Regions from separate parts of the Mus musculus genome. Here region 1 is linked to region 2. A link is a contact called in public HiChIP or PLAC-seq data. All regions are on one chromosome and are shown on one strand. Each heading gives the region's core, a stretch centred on a gene start, on an enhancer-like site or on the middle of the called end of the contact. The rest is flanking DNA. Distances are from core to core; before and after follow the strand shown.

Region 1 (7,089 bases), core at 2,593-5,092, 250 kb before region 2:
CTTGAAGGACTTTAAGTTGAAGACATCAAGCTAATTTGTAGGCTTTGTTTTAAGCTCTAGAGCTAGTTAGTGTTGTGCCAGTATTTCATTTGGGGCAAGTCCTGTCTCCTTCCAGAGCTCCTATTTCTCTCTTTGTGAAATACAGACTAAGGGCTGCGGACAGAACCCTGTTGGGAAAGTGTTTGCCTAGCACATACAGAGCCCTAGGTTTAATTCTCAACAGCACATAAACCAAGCATGATAGATTGGGGCTAAAGTTCTCAAGGCAGAGAATCCTTAGTTCAAAGTCATCTTGGGCTGTGTAATAGCCTGAGCTACGTGAGACCGTATCCCCCATGATATTGGCCCCACATTGTTATGAGACAGGACCAGCCAGGCATGGTGGCACACGACTTTAATCCCAGCACTTGAGAGGCAGAGGCAGGCGAATTTCTGAGCTCAAGGCCAGCCTGGTCTACAGAGTGAGTTCCAGGACAACCAAGGCTACACAGAGAAACCCTGTCTCAAAAAACCCAAAAAAAAATTAAAAAAAAAATAAAAAGAGAGAGACAGGACCACACTGGACTTCTGAGGGCAGAAAAGATGAATTTGATGCACAGATGCTAATGGACTGGGGATATGATCAAGAACATAGTTTTGTGTTCTTTTTTAAAATGTATTTTGGAAAAAAAAGAGAGACTGATAAATGCTAGTGATGAAGGTTAGAGGATGTAAAGGAACTTGGATGATGATGATTTAAAAATAAAAATGCTTCAGATCAACAAAAATGTATTTTGGATACTTGTTTGTATATCAAGTTATTTCAGTAAACCCTAAAACTGCTTTCTGCATATTCACTAGAAGCTGAGGTGAGGAGGAGGTAACTGTCGTCAGGCACTGTCCTCTCAAGATCACCTTCTTTCTAACCATTCTCTTCTTCTCTTAAATCTCTCTCCAACCCTCTGGTAATGAGCTAACCTGTCACCCTGGACAGTGACCCTAATCACTATTTATGCCTTTAAACTTTTCAATAGCCATAATGTGTTTTGTTTCCTTTTTTCCCATTCCAATACTACCAGAGGCATGCAGTGAATCACTCTGAATTACAAGGAACAGGGCAGAGTATGGTTGCAAAGGACTTTGGGGTTAAGGAAAGCTTTGGTATCGCTGGACATCAATAGCATGCTATAAACTCAGGGCCCGATCAAGACTTGGATACTTAAGTCAAGAAAACGTACCCTGGAGAAATTTGAGTCTCTGTTTTCCACTTTAATGCTAGCAAGCTATGTATGTATTATCCACTAAGCAGACGTATGACATGTAAGCTTAGCTGTCATTTTCTAGAGTAGAGGCAATACATATTAAGACTCTGAATTAAAACAGGGAATATTAAGTATGTGGCCCACAGGGGAAAAAATTCACTAGTTTTAGCACACAAAGGGGGGATGAAAAAACTAGGGTAGCTTTCAACCTACTATTCCGGCCACACAGGCAATGTGTTCCATAGTCAAAGTTTGGGAAACTACAGTAAGAACCCAAATCTCTAAGAAGATGAAGATGGAAGAAATTCAGAAAGTAGTCTGAACGTAATGAGGCAGTGGATTCTTTATAGATTACCGACGTTCCCAACATGTACAACCTCTTGGCAGAGATCCCCATCGTAGGATAAAGGCACACACACTCCCTGTGGGTTGTCAACTTGCCATGTTAGCTCAGAACAAGCAACGACTGCATGTAAGTCCCAAACTCCAGGGAGTTAAACACTTGCTACTCTGCCACTATTTACTGTAAAATTCTTTTTAAAATGCTGTCTGTGAAGAAAGTTTTAAAGTATTTGTGTATTGGAAGAATTAACAAGGACTGCTAGCTTAAGTTCCAGTTTCAAGCTGGCAACATCAATGAACTGAGGTTAGAAGATACTGTTTGGCAATGCAAATTCACACAGCCCAAGGCAGTTATTGAAATATCAACCAAACATTTGCTAAGCATGTTTCATTCATTTGTACTCAAGTAATCGGTGTGTAAAAGAACTAAGAAAGTAACTGATGAGACTGAAGGCAAAGTAGAAGGTGCTACCTAGGAAATCTTCAAGGATCCACCCTCCTGGAAATGATGACAAGCAGGATGGGAAAGGCCCCCAGAGAATTCCATCACACTATCCAATCCACTGTTAAATGACTTTAAAACTCTGCAAGGAGTTCTCCTGGGACCTTACAATAAAATCTGACAGGTGCTCCAAAAAGACTTTAGGAAATCTAGCCCTAAATCCCACCCAGTCTGCTAAATTCAACCTCAGATAGGGAAGGAAGGCAGCAATATATCTGCAAAGATCTGTGAGGGCCATGCTGGCTTACAAATACTTCAAGGACACAGGAATTTGGAGGCCGGAGTCCCACTCTTTCAAGCTGATTAACCTTAATCGAGCTGTGTTTGTGCCCACTAGGCTGAGTTCCTCTATTTATAGAGCAGAAGCTTAATTTACTGTTACAGATATTATCCAAATCGTAGCGCTCAGATTATATAGCTGGGATTGCGACTGTCCAATTTCCCTCGCCCTACCCCCTGCCCCAGGAACTCAAGACACTTGCAGCCCACTGCCTCTTCTCTAGTTTACACAGGAAGGCAAGGTGTTTGGCCTCCTGGAGCCCCATGGTTCTGCAACAATCACTGCTCAGACAGCCCCAGGGGTTATGAAAACAACTGAGATTGTAACAGGGCAGGGAAAGCTGCAACCTGTTTTGTTATGCGACAGCTCTTGGCCCACCTGAGGGGGTTATTACTGGGTGCGTGAGTTATTAACCTGTGGTGCCCTCAGGGACTAAACCAAGAACCAACTGAATGATTGTCTGCTCTCGGGTGAAGGGTTGGGGTTCTCGGAGGAAACCTCACACTTGAAGACAAGGTTTGGGAACAGAATTGGAAGAAACTAGAAATCAGGAAAGGAGAATGGCATGGGTGGGTCTGCTACTTTTTTTCCCCTCTAGGTTCTGATGAGAAAGAGGCATGAGGGGGCTTCTGCAGTTCTACCAACTACTTTGAATCCCACCAGGACTACTCTTCATCCATCTTTTAAAATGCTAGGCTTGTAATTATGGCTCACACCTACTGAGTGAGTACTTAAAAAGATCAAGGTTAGCACTTGGTGAGCTTGTTAGGGAATGTCAGCTAACGGCTGGGGAACAGACTGATTTCCTAGCAAGAAAGAAGGTCCCAAAGCCGGGTCAAGGACCTTAGCGAGCCAGAGACAGTTATTAGAACTGAGTGGTTCTGAGAACAAGGGGGTCCAGGAGAGGGCAGGACTGCCGGCTGTAGTCTACCTTTGAGCGAGGTCTCCACCAGGCGCAGGTAAAGCTGTGAGTTCTTGTTGCCGTGACTCATGCGCTGGGCTAACCCGTTGCGCTGTAGGACGCACTCCTCAAACTGCACGATATTCTGGTGCCGCCGCTTGAGACTGGTGAGGGCCCAGAATTCTGCTAGTGCCAACTCCACGTTCTCGGGAGCGTCGCAGCGGATCTTCTTGACTGCCACCCTGGCCCCACTGCGCCCAGCCACAGCCTCATAAACCACGCCGTAGCTGCCGCGCCCGATCTCCGCCAAGAGGCTGTAGCGCGGCCGTGCAGGAACATCCCCGCCGCCGCCATCCGGCCGCCGCCGGGCCAGGAAGGCCTCGCCCGGGACCTCGGCCCCAGCCGGATCCATGGCCTGGGCCGCCGGCCTCAGCTTCTCGCACAGTACCCGCTGGACTGGGCTTCGCCTTTTCCGCTCCGGGCTTTTTGTCCCTCTGCGGGCTCCGTTCTCTTTCCCCGTTTCCATGGCTGCGGGGGGCGGGGGGAGCAGCAACGGCGCCGCCCGGGCCCCCCTTGCCTCATCCCTCCGTCTAGCCCCGAGATGTGGAGGAGCGGGACCTTGGATGGTGATCTAAGGGCGAGAGGGAGAAGTTAAAACCCACCGGGCCGAGAAGGGTAGATGAGGAACTTAAAGCGTCCGGCGTCCCACCTCCGCCGCCGGTCGCGGCCCCTTTAAGAAGGAGCCACCGTCTCGAATTGAACGGGGGAAGGGAAAGGAAAGCGGGAAAGACGGAACCACCGGGAAGTACCGAGGGAGGACCGGAAACCGAAGCGCAAACCGTCCCCTCTCGCCGACTTATCCGTCAGGAGCAGAAAAAATAAATAAAGCCGTAGGGATCGTCCCCATCGAAGACGGCCGGCTTAAACTTTCCTGGGGCTTAGCCCCCTCTCAACGGCCCCTCCCCACGTCCTACCCGGGCTTCTCCCGGTGTAAACAGTCCCGTGAATCAAACCCAGGAGAGCCCGGCGGGACGACCCAGACCCCCGGGGACAGCGGGCGAAGGGAAACCGGCTAAAAGATCGGCTTCCGAGGACGACAGGCGGAGGCCCCGGTGACGCCCCCGGGACTACGGTGGGGCGCCGGGGCTCCCGCTTCGGCCCTCCCTTCCTCCCTCCACTCCCTCTTACCTGGCCGGCGCTGTTCCTCTTCCGGGCGAACCGGTTCCCCCTTGGAGCCCGCGCCGGAGGATGGTCCGTTCCGAGCCGGGCTTGTCTGCAGAGCCGGGTAGGGCGCGAGGCGGGGAGCCTGGCTGAGCGTGTAGCGCGTCGCGGCGCTGCTCTTGTGATGACAGCAACGCTCCCGGGGGAGGCCTCGGCTTCCAGGTTCCCGTGGCCGTCCCCGAGTTCACGCCAGCTGAGCACTTTACGTAACCTCTTTATGTAAGCTGCACCTCCCGCCGCCGCTCTGGTCAGCGGAGATTCCTGGTGGCCCATCCCCCAGGAGGCCAGCGGAGAGCCGCGCCGCCTCTCTGCAGCCGAGGTAGACCCAGCCGCCGCGACAGCCCGGAACCAATCACTGGCGAGAACACCCAGCCAACAAAAAGAGCGCGCCAAAATCCCGCGATTTGTACCGAGGGCCTTCGCGAGGCGCCTGCACTCCGCAAACGCCTTTCCGGACTTGACCTGCATCGTACCTCTACGCCCGCACTCGGCACTTGATGCTGATTGGGGGAATGGCTTAGGTGTAATCGATTCACAGCTGAGACCAGGGTTAGAACGCTAATCTCCACGCCCACTAATGACCCCAATGATCTCAGCCGCACTTAATCCTCAGTATCCTTCTCTGCCAAACCCGGGTGGTCCGCACTTCCAAGGTTGCAAAGGACCAAGTGAAATATGATGGCTGGCTAATTGAGTGCCTGATATAAGCTGCTTTGGGCTTGGATTTTGATACCCTTCACCCCGGCCGCCCATTGTGGTGGGAGGGAGCACAATGGCTGTGTAGTTAAGAATGATCTTGAACTTTTCCTCTTGTCTTCATCTCCCGAGTAATGGGATTAAAGGCGGGCACCACCACACCCAATTTATACACCCTATTTGTTTGTACAGAGCTAGGAATCCAAGGGTTTTGTGCATGCTAGACAGGCACTTTACAAAGCTACATCTCCAGCCCCTAGGCGTGGTTTTTTAAAGTATTTTGTACCCTGCTTTGTACTCCAATGCCTAGAAGGTGCCCAGTATTTTGTTAGCTGATATTGAAGGACAGTAACTAGAGTTTCTGCTACACACTATTTTAAGTCTGGGGAAAAAGGAGTAGACACGACAGTCTTTGCCTTAATTGCGACTCTTGACACTGGAGGAGACAGTCAACCTTGTGTCTTCGTAGATGTCTCACAGTTAAAGTACTTAGAACAGTGTTAAAATACACACAAGACAGATTAAATGTAATGTAAAACAATAAACAAGAGTTTCTAGAATTTCTATAGCTTTTCTGTATGTAAGTGGTCACATATACACACAAGGTGTAAGAATAGTAAAGTCTCATCTTTTTTTTTGCCAGAATTACATTGTTTTGCTATATTTTCATGTTCTGTGCACAAATATGTATGTATGAATGTATACATGTTGTAAATCCTTTTATATTTATAAGATATATATGTATACATATATATATATATACACACACACACACATATATATATACACACACACAAATATATGTGTGTGTGTGTGTTTTTTTCCCAAGGACAAAGATACTCTCTAGCACACTCTCAATACAGTGCAGAACCATGAACAATGCCATGCTTTTGTTTACTATGCCATCTCAAGGTTTACCGATTGTCCTTTCCTTTCTCTTCTAGTCCAATATACGAGTCCTCAGCACCTAGCCTTATTGGATAAGGATTCCAACAGCCTCGTTGTTAACCGAAACTCCTTTACTTCTTTTCCTTGTTGTTGCTGGGTTGTTGGGTTTTTTTTTTTTTTTAATTGGTGGTGATTTGGGTTTTTTGTTTTTTGTTTTTGTTTTGTTGGTTGGTTGGGTTTGTTTGTTTGTTTGTTTGGAGACAGGGTTTCTCTACTTAGCTTTGGCTGGTCTTAAACTCAGGGATCTGCCTGTCTCTGCCACCCAAGTGCTGGGATCAAAAGGTGTGCACCACCATACCCAACCTCACAATTTAAACAACTTAAATTTCTTTAAAGGGTTCATCTTCAAATATTGTTACTAACCTATTGGGGGTTATAGGTTCAACACATGATTCTGAGGTAGGACCACAATTCAGTTGGCAGCAATCTCTTTAGAAAATGACACTCATCTGAGTAATGAATAGCAAGAAGCCAGTCATGCCACAACTAGTGGTGGGGCATTGCAGGGAGAAGAGACAGCAAGTACAAGAGTGGCCAGGGAGATAACCTTGGTCAATTAAAGAGACTATTAGAATGTAAAACAGCCTGGGTAATGGCTCAGTGTGAACCTGATGACTTGATTTCAATCCCCACCCCACCCCCCAAGCTGACAAAAAGGTGAAAAGAGAATCAACTCCACAAAGTTGTCCTCTACCCTGGTACCCACAATCCTACAGAGATGGTGATGAACCCCAGAGGCTCAGAGGTATGAGTCCCCTGCAGCTGTTGAATTAGCTAATAAAATACTTTCACATTTGATTCTTAAATTTGGACTTGCTTAAATTACTAAAGTAATCTTCACTTGCTTTTATGCTTGATAGCTAACATTTATGAGCAGTTTCTATCTTCCTGGCATAGAGAGTGACAAAGAGTATTTATGACATCCTTGAAAACATAGTTTCTTTCAAAGTTAAATGTA
Region 2 (6,750 bases), core at 1,821-4,320:
CCATGGTCAAGCATCAATCGCTGACACTACTAATGATACTCTGTTATGCTTGCCTGGCATAACTGTCCTCCGAGAGACCCCACCCAGAAGCTGACTGAAACAGATTCAGAGACCCACAGCTAAGCATTGCATGGAACTCTGGGACTCTTATGGAAGAGTTTGAGGAAGAACTGAGGGCCCCAAAGGGAATAGAAACTCCACAGGAAGACCAACAGAGTCAACTATGGGGTCCTCTGAGAGTGAATCACCAACCAAAGAGCACACATAGGCTCAACCTAGGCCCCCTGCACACATGTAGCATATGTGCAACTCAGTCTTCATGTGGGTCCTCAACATCTGGAGAGGGCTGTCCCTAAAGTTGTTGCCTATCTGTGGAATCCATTCCCCTAACTGGGCTGTCTTGTCTGGCCTCAGTGGGAGACAATGCACCTAGCCCTACAGATACTTGATGTGCCAGGGTCGGGGATACCCAGGGAAGCCTTCACCCTCTCAGAGGAGAATGGGAGGGAGTCGGGGGAGGGACTCTGTGAGTGGGGACAGGGAAGGGGGTAGCTATTGGTATATTAATCAATTAATTAATGGAAGCAAATAAAAATAAGGTGTTGGTCTCTCTTTTCCCTATTACTCCTTTTGCTTCTTAAAATAATGTTAAGAATTAATCAAATATTCTGGTGTTGAAGCTGTTTTGATTTGGGTCTCTTTCGCAGGAGGGGCTGTCCTCCATGAAGCCTTGATTCCCTGCTTTCCTAGAAGGAGATAAGAGCAGTGATCTCAGACTGTGGAAGGGCCTGGAATCTTCAAAAACAAAAAGTCAATTTTATTCTTTCTGCTCACAACAGTAGAGCATACAGACAAGGGGGAAGTGTAGGGCAGCAGAGAAAATTCACAACAAAGGCCTTAGATCAACTGAACCAGGCAGTACCCTTATCACAACTGTGCATTTCGTTACTTATTTATTTCCCTATAATATTTTCATATAGTTGGTACTCTAATACAGCCGCACCCTCCCAACACATACACGTGTGTGTGTGTGTGTGTGTGTGTGTGTGTATGTGTGTGTGTGTGTTTTCTCTATGCTATTACTAACTTGTCAACAACATTTTTGAAGACTACGTTACATTCCTTAGCATAGGAAGTCCAGATGGCACGGGGTTTTGCTGAAGTATTTGTGGCGGTGATGTTTGTGCACTTGGCTTTTTCTTGTTGAATTTTGGCTACAGGATGGGAGAAGGAGGCAAGATGAAGGCTCTGGAAAGACTTTGGGGCAGTTGTTCCTAGATTTTGAAATGTGCTTTTGGGGTGTCACCACCATAGGCCTCTTAAATCAATAAGTCACAGAACACCCTCGGTGCCAGTAGCTGAGGCAGGCTCCTGCAGCATGTGTTTTGGGTTTGGGGCCCTCCACTCAGTAAGGATATTTGTTCTTTTGTTGGGATGCTTGACTTGTATGCTTGGTGCACAGCATGCAACTGGAATTCAAAGAAGTTTGACCTGTCTCCAATTCTTATGTATCTTACTTTGTCAAATCAACAAAAAAGACTTTGTGTCATCCAGAAATACGTTTGACTTAAACAAGTAAACATTTCTAGTTTCTTTTCCTTCCTCCCTTCCTTTCTCTTTTTCTTCTCCCCCTCTTCCTCCTCCTCTTCCTCCTCTTCCTCCTCCTCCTCCTCCTCCTCCTCCTCCTCCTTAAACCATTTCAGAAGCTGCACAGGGAGTGTGCAGCTGTTTAATGATGCTGTCTGGCCCTTGGGTTCAATCTTCTTTTCCTGCCATCCCCGAGACAGGGGCATTTGTTTTGATACTTGTTGTCTAGTGGCTCCATTATAATCTCTGTGTATCTGGTTCTCACTCAACCAGGGTATGAAGAAAAAGGAAAATCAAGGGGGCAAATGGCCTTGTCATCAAGCCTGTTCTCTGTGTCAGGAAGACAAAAGCTTTCCTTGAAACCTACTCAGAAGATTTTTTTTTCCTTGCTTGCATTCCTTAGGCCAGAAACAATGAGTTGTCTGTGAATAGAAATGTTGTTATCAAGATTCACACCCAAGGCTCAGTTACAGCAGCCCTTGTAAAGGTGAATGAAGCAAACAGGAGAATAAAAGGAAGAGGACTTCACTGAGCAGAGTGGGCGGGGTTAGTGAGAGGGAAGAGCTTACCCTGAGGAAGGCATGGCCACAGACTTTGTGGAAGATGTGATAACGTTGCCCCAGAAGGATGATTTTGTGGGCTGATACCCATTTCTCTGGCCCAAAAAATCACCACTAAATCATCACTAGGGGATTTATAAAGTTCTGCAATGAGAAAAGAAATGTACAGTGTGAATATCTGACACCTGGGGCTGGTGCAGCCAAGCTTCTCCCGTGAAGAATCCCGACTGAAGATCTAGACCTCCGTGGTTCTCAACCTTCCTAGTGCTGTGACCCTTTAACACAGTCCCTCAAGGTATGGTGACCCCCCAACCATAAAAGTATCTTCATAGCAAGTATCTGATATGCAGGATATCTGACATTTGACCTTTGAAAAAGGCTTGGTCAACCCCCAAGGGGGTCGAGACCCACAGGTTAAGAACCCTTGATCTGGGCCCTGTATATGGTTGATGGGACAGAACTGGAGTCAAGGCCTTGATTTAAATATAACTACGGCATGCCTGATTTTTAGATTTTTTTTTTCAGTTACAAATGTTAGCTAACATTTTCTCAGAGTTGAGCTTGAGAGTTACCAGGTAACCAGAAGACTGATACCCAACAGAGATGAAAACAGGCACTCCGCAGAAAGGGTTGCATGAGGATGATGTCGTTTTGAAGAGCAGCATTTGGGCCAAATTTGGCCAACACTTTCTGCCTTGACTTGCTCTGACATGCTGATGTGGAGTATCAGATGCTGATGTGATGCATTTAGCAGAAAGATCCCACAGACTCTTCCAGAACCTTCTCATCATAGGATAGACTGTTGGCCAGTCTGGCCCTTGTCCTGTGAGCTTCGGCCCTCACCAAGATCAGACTTAGCATTCCCATGGAGAGAGGCAGAGGAGACAGAGCAGAGGGTGGTGTTTTGGTTCCTCAAATGTTTCCCCAGTGGCTGCTAGCTTCCTCCTGTGGAAGGCCCCGTGCCAGCAGGCAAGGTTGGCAGGTTCAGAAGAAGACAAGAAAGAAGTCCCCCAGAAGCTCCAGAGAGCCTGGGCAGTCCTGTCATGAAGTCTTGAGAGGAAGTGGGGATGGCAGAGAGCATGTGCCTGCTCCTGTCTTCAAGTAGGCTGCTGGCTATTCCCTGCAGCTCCGAGCAGAGGTGTTTTCTGGAGCTCAGTTGCCTCGTGTGGGGAATGCAGAGCCAGCGCCAAATTGACAGTTGTCTCCAGGCCACGGTCAGACTGGATTTATGAGCACTTCCTCAGCGGCAGGCTGTGGTAGCCTGCTAGAGAAAGATGAATGACACTTAGCCCTGCCCTGCTGGCACACCAGCATGTGAAAACACACACAGAGAGCAAATGGTACATGCGACTGACAGGCAACGGAGATGGAAAAGAAACCTAGCAAGTTTTCACCTATCTATTTTACTCTTCCAAGTTATTTTAATTCCGATTAACTCGGAATGCTCTGGTCCCAAGTCATTATCAGGCTTGAGGGGGAAGTGGGTTAATGGCTGAGTGGTCTCTATAAGATCAGCGGGCCTGTGGCTGCCTGTAGTGTCTGCATCCTTGAAATACAATGTGAAAGGTATGAGGCCGTAAAGAGCTCTTGGAAGCAGAAGGAACCCCGCCTGTGTGTGCGTGACCTGGGCAGGATCCACTGGCCCTGGAGCTGGCAGACGAGTGGGACCTGGCCACTAAGTGATGTGAGGATTCCACGTGGGAGGGACAGATGTGAATCTCTCTGTGGGTGTGCTTTGAGCACGGCTTCTTCTGTCTGGTGGGCGACGGGTGTGGTAGGGGAGGGAGAAAGGCCATGAAGAATTGGGACAGACCAGTCAGGACCTAAAGGTATAAGGGTTCTAGATCCTGGACTGGGGTCTGGGAGTTGTAGTGGATCTTAAGCAGTGAAGGTCTTTACACTGCTTAGGAAGTCTGCTCTCCTGCTTTTGGGAGGCTGGGTATGTGTGTGTGTGTGTGGGGGGGGGGCAGTGAGGAGTCCAGGCTGGTCACAGCTATGGAGAGGGACAAAGAAGAGGGTATTGGGGGTGGGGGTGGGGTCTGGAGAGCCTGGCCTCTGTCCTCTCCACAGGGGCACAAGGCTGCTTGTAGCAAGGACTATTTTCTCTGATGAGTTTTCTGTGCCCTTTTGGTGATTTTAAGTAAAAGCCAGCTCAAATTTTGCCATTGTGGAACTGGGATGGCCAGCTGCAGGGGGGCTCAATGCCTGCAGGATTAGGCTCTGGGAGGTGACCCTTGACAACAGCCCTCTAACAAGGTCAACAAGATGCCTATGGAAGGTTGTGCAGGCACTCCCTGAAAGAGCCTTGGGGTTCTTAGTCTTTATACTAATACTGTTGATAGTATTTTGTCAAGTGATAGAAACTAGGGTCATCTGGAAGGAGGGAACCTCAACTGAAAACATGCCTCTGTCACCATGGTTTGTAGGTAAGTCTGGGGGCGGGGTGGGTATTGATTAATGATTGATGTAGGAGGGTCTGGCCCACTGTGAGTGGTGTCACCTCTGGGTAGGTGGTCCTGGATTGTATAAAAAAAAAAAACAAACCAAACCAACAACAAGTGGCTGAGCAAGCCGGGAGAGGGAGTCAGTAAGCAACGTTTCTTCATGATCTTTCTTTGGTTACTTCACTAATGACTGCGATGTAGAAGTAGAAGCCAAATAAACCCTTTCCTCCCCAAGCTGCTTTTGGCCATGATGTTTATCACAGCAATAGAAAACAAGCTCGGACAACAGTAAAAACAAGGGCTCCCCTGGTTATCAGTTCATCCTTCCAGGTGCACCCCAAATCTAAACCCTAACATTCCATTCACCACCTCCGTGTCTACGCCAGGTACTCTAGGTTCTGATGGCTCATGGGTAAAGCCAAGAGCCCCGTGTGGGCTCTACCTGGGGGCCCAGTCTTCTGTGCTTCTCTAACCCTGTCACCGGGATTCCCAACCCTCCCCACCACCCTGTGCTTTCCGCTGACCTGCATGGTCTCCTCCCTGTCTGTGGAAGCGGGGAGGGAAGCTCAGCTCCTGCTGCAGCAGCCTGTGGGGTTCCCTTACACCTCAGGGATCTCCATTCAGGAAAACCCAAAGCCTATGGCTGACACGGAAAGGAATTCAGGACAACTCAGTATGAAGCAGAGCTGTGGTTTATTTTAAAAGAATTTAAAAATATTTTGAGTGTATAATACAATTACATCATTTCCCCCTCCCCTTTCTTCCTTCCAAACCCTCCCTTTAAATCCACCTTGCTCTCTTTCAAATTCATGGCCTCTTTCTAAAAGAGATTTTTTTTTAATGTGTATTTAATGCTTGGGGATCAGTAGACAGAACAGGACATCACCAAGTATGGGTGTGGTCTGTTCAAGGGGAAGGAACACTTTATTACCCTAGCTGGGCGGTAGTGGCACACGCCTTTAATCCCAGCACTCGGGAGGCAGAGGCAGGTGGATTTCTGAGTTTGAGGCCATCCTGGTCTACAGAGTGAGTTCCAGGACAGCCAGGGCTACACAGAGAAACCCTGTCTCGAACCCCCCCCCCCAGAAAAAAATAAAAAATCTGCTTAGTTTATTTGCATTTACTTATTTATCTTTTGATGTTACATACACATATACAGTGCGCTATGATTATTCTCTTCCCTTATTACTCCCTGTCACTCCATATCTTTTTACTTTGCACCCCTTCTTCTTCCCAACTAGAACCTCAATGGATACACCATTGAAGAAAATAAATAACATCTCCTGTAGCAACTAGTTCCTCAGAAAGAAGTGGGGGGGTCTTCCCTAAGCTAAGAGGGGTACAAGTATAAACACTTTATAAATATAAATACGTAGCAGGAAGTTTGGCAATATACCCATTTAGGGAAGGAGCAATAGTTTGTTCCCCTTTAGGCTCATGACTCACCCAGCCACAGGCTTCTAGTCGGGTTTATGGTAATTGATTTGTATTTCCCCCCTGTGGAATGGGCCTCCTACCCGGGCTGATTACCCCAATATAATCAAGCCACTATTCCACAGTGGGAAATGGGTATTCAGCAAGCAAGCTCTAGAGTGAATGTGGCCATGGCTATTTTTCCCTCAGTAGCCTGCTCAGCAGTTTTTAGGACTATGTATGCAGCCAGTGGAAAGGGAGTTTCCAGCTCAGTACCAGTTTGGGTTCCCTACATCCTGTGACCAAAAGTCTTCAGCCGGAGGATCTTAACATCTCGTTTTGGTGGGATAGCAAAAGTGTTGGCAATGCACTTCCTTTGGGAAGTTGACTGTCTTTATAATAGTCGTGTGTGTGTGTGTGTGTGTGTGTGTAAATTTTGGTGAGTTGTAAATTTATTCTCTTCAAAGGATGGTGAGACTTTAATGGCTGGCATATCTCTCCAGTCCATGCTAAGAAATGGACTCACAGTGGTTCATGAGGCAAAGACAGGATTCCAGGCACAACTGTAGACCACAGGGATACAAAGACTTAGGGCAACTTTACTGTAACAAAATACTCAGGGTATTGCTTTTGAGCTTCCCAGAATGTATGCAAGAGGAGGTGGACTCTATTTGAGGTCATAAATGCTAAGACCTTAAGTCTGGTTTGTTGCTATTTTAACATTCTTAATAGAACATATCTGTATA

What was found. HiChIP or PLAC-seq counts read pairs in DNA pulled down with a chosen protein or histone mark.
Region 1: a contact with region 2 is called in an H3K4me3 HiChIP or PLAC-seq map of bone marrow-derived macrophages, with 2.7 times the contacts expected there. The contact joins the promoter of Stk35os1 here to the enhancer-like site in region 2. A contact is called at or near these places in 2 of 484 Hi-C or Micro-C datasets (cerebellum and granulocyte-monocyte progenitors), 4 of 115 datasets of contacts at active chromatin or transcription factors (bone marrow-derived macrophages, embryonic fibroblasts, embryonic stem cells and 1 more) and 1 of 9 other capture datasets (adipose tissue).

What each region holds. Positions count from the first base shown.
Region 1 is chr2:129,798,212-129,805,300 of GRCm38.p6, reverse strand. It overlaps Stk35os1 (serine/threonine kinase 35, opposite strand 1), which reads left to right and starts at 3,842. Exons shown (of 1, transcript NR_029452.1): 1 at 3,842-6,932. It overlaps Stk35 (serine/threonine kinase 35), which reads right to left and starts at 4,784. Exons shown (of 4, transcript NM_183262.3): 1 at 4,455-4,784; 2 at 3,297-3,897. The coding sequence starts at 4,760.
Region 2 is chr2:129,546,306-129,553,055 of GRCm38.p6, reverse strand. No RefSeq gene overlaps it. Among named protein-coding and RNA genes, the nearest start is that of F830045P16Rik, 13 kb to the right of the region's middle. Within about 2 kb of position 3,070, at least 41 of the 459 cell types and tissues checked have an H3K27ac peak or open chromatin away from gene starts, as enhancers often do. A contact at or near this core is called in bone marrow-derived macrophages and granulocyte-monocyte progenitors, where this site is marked.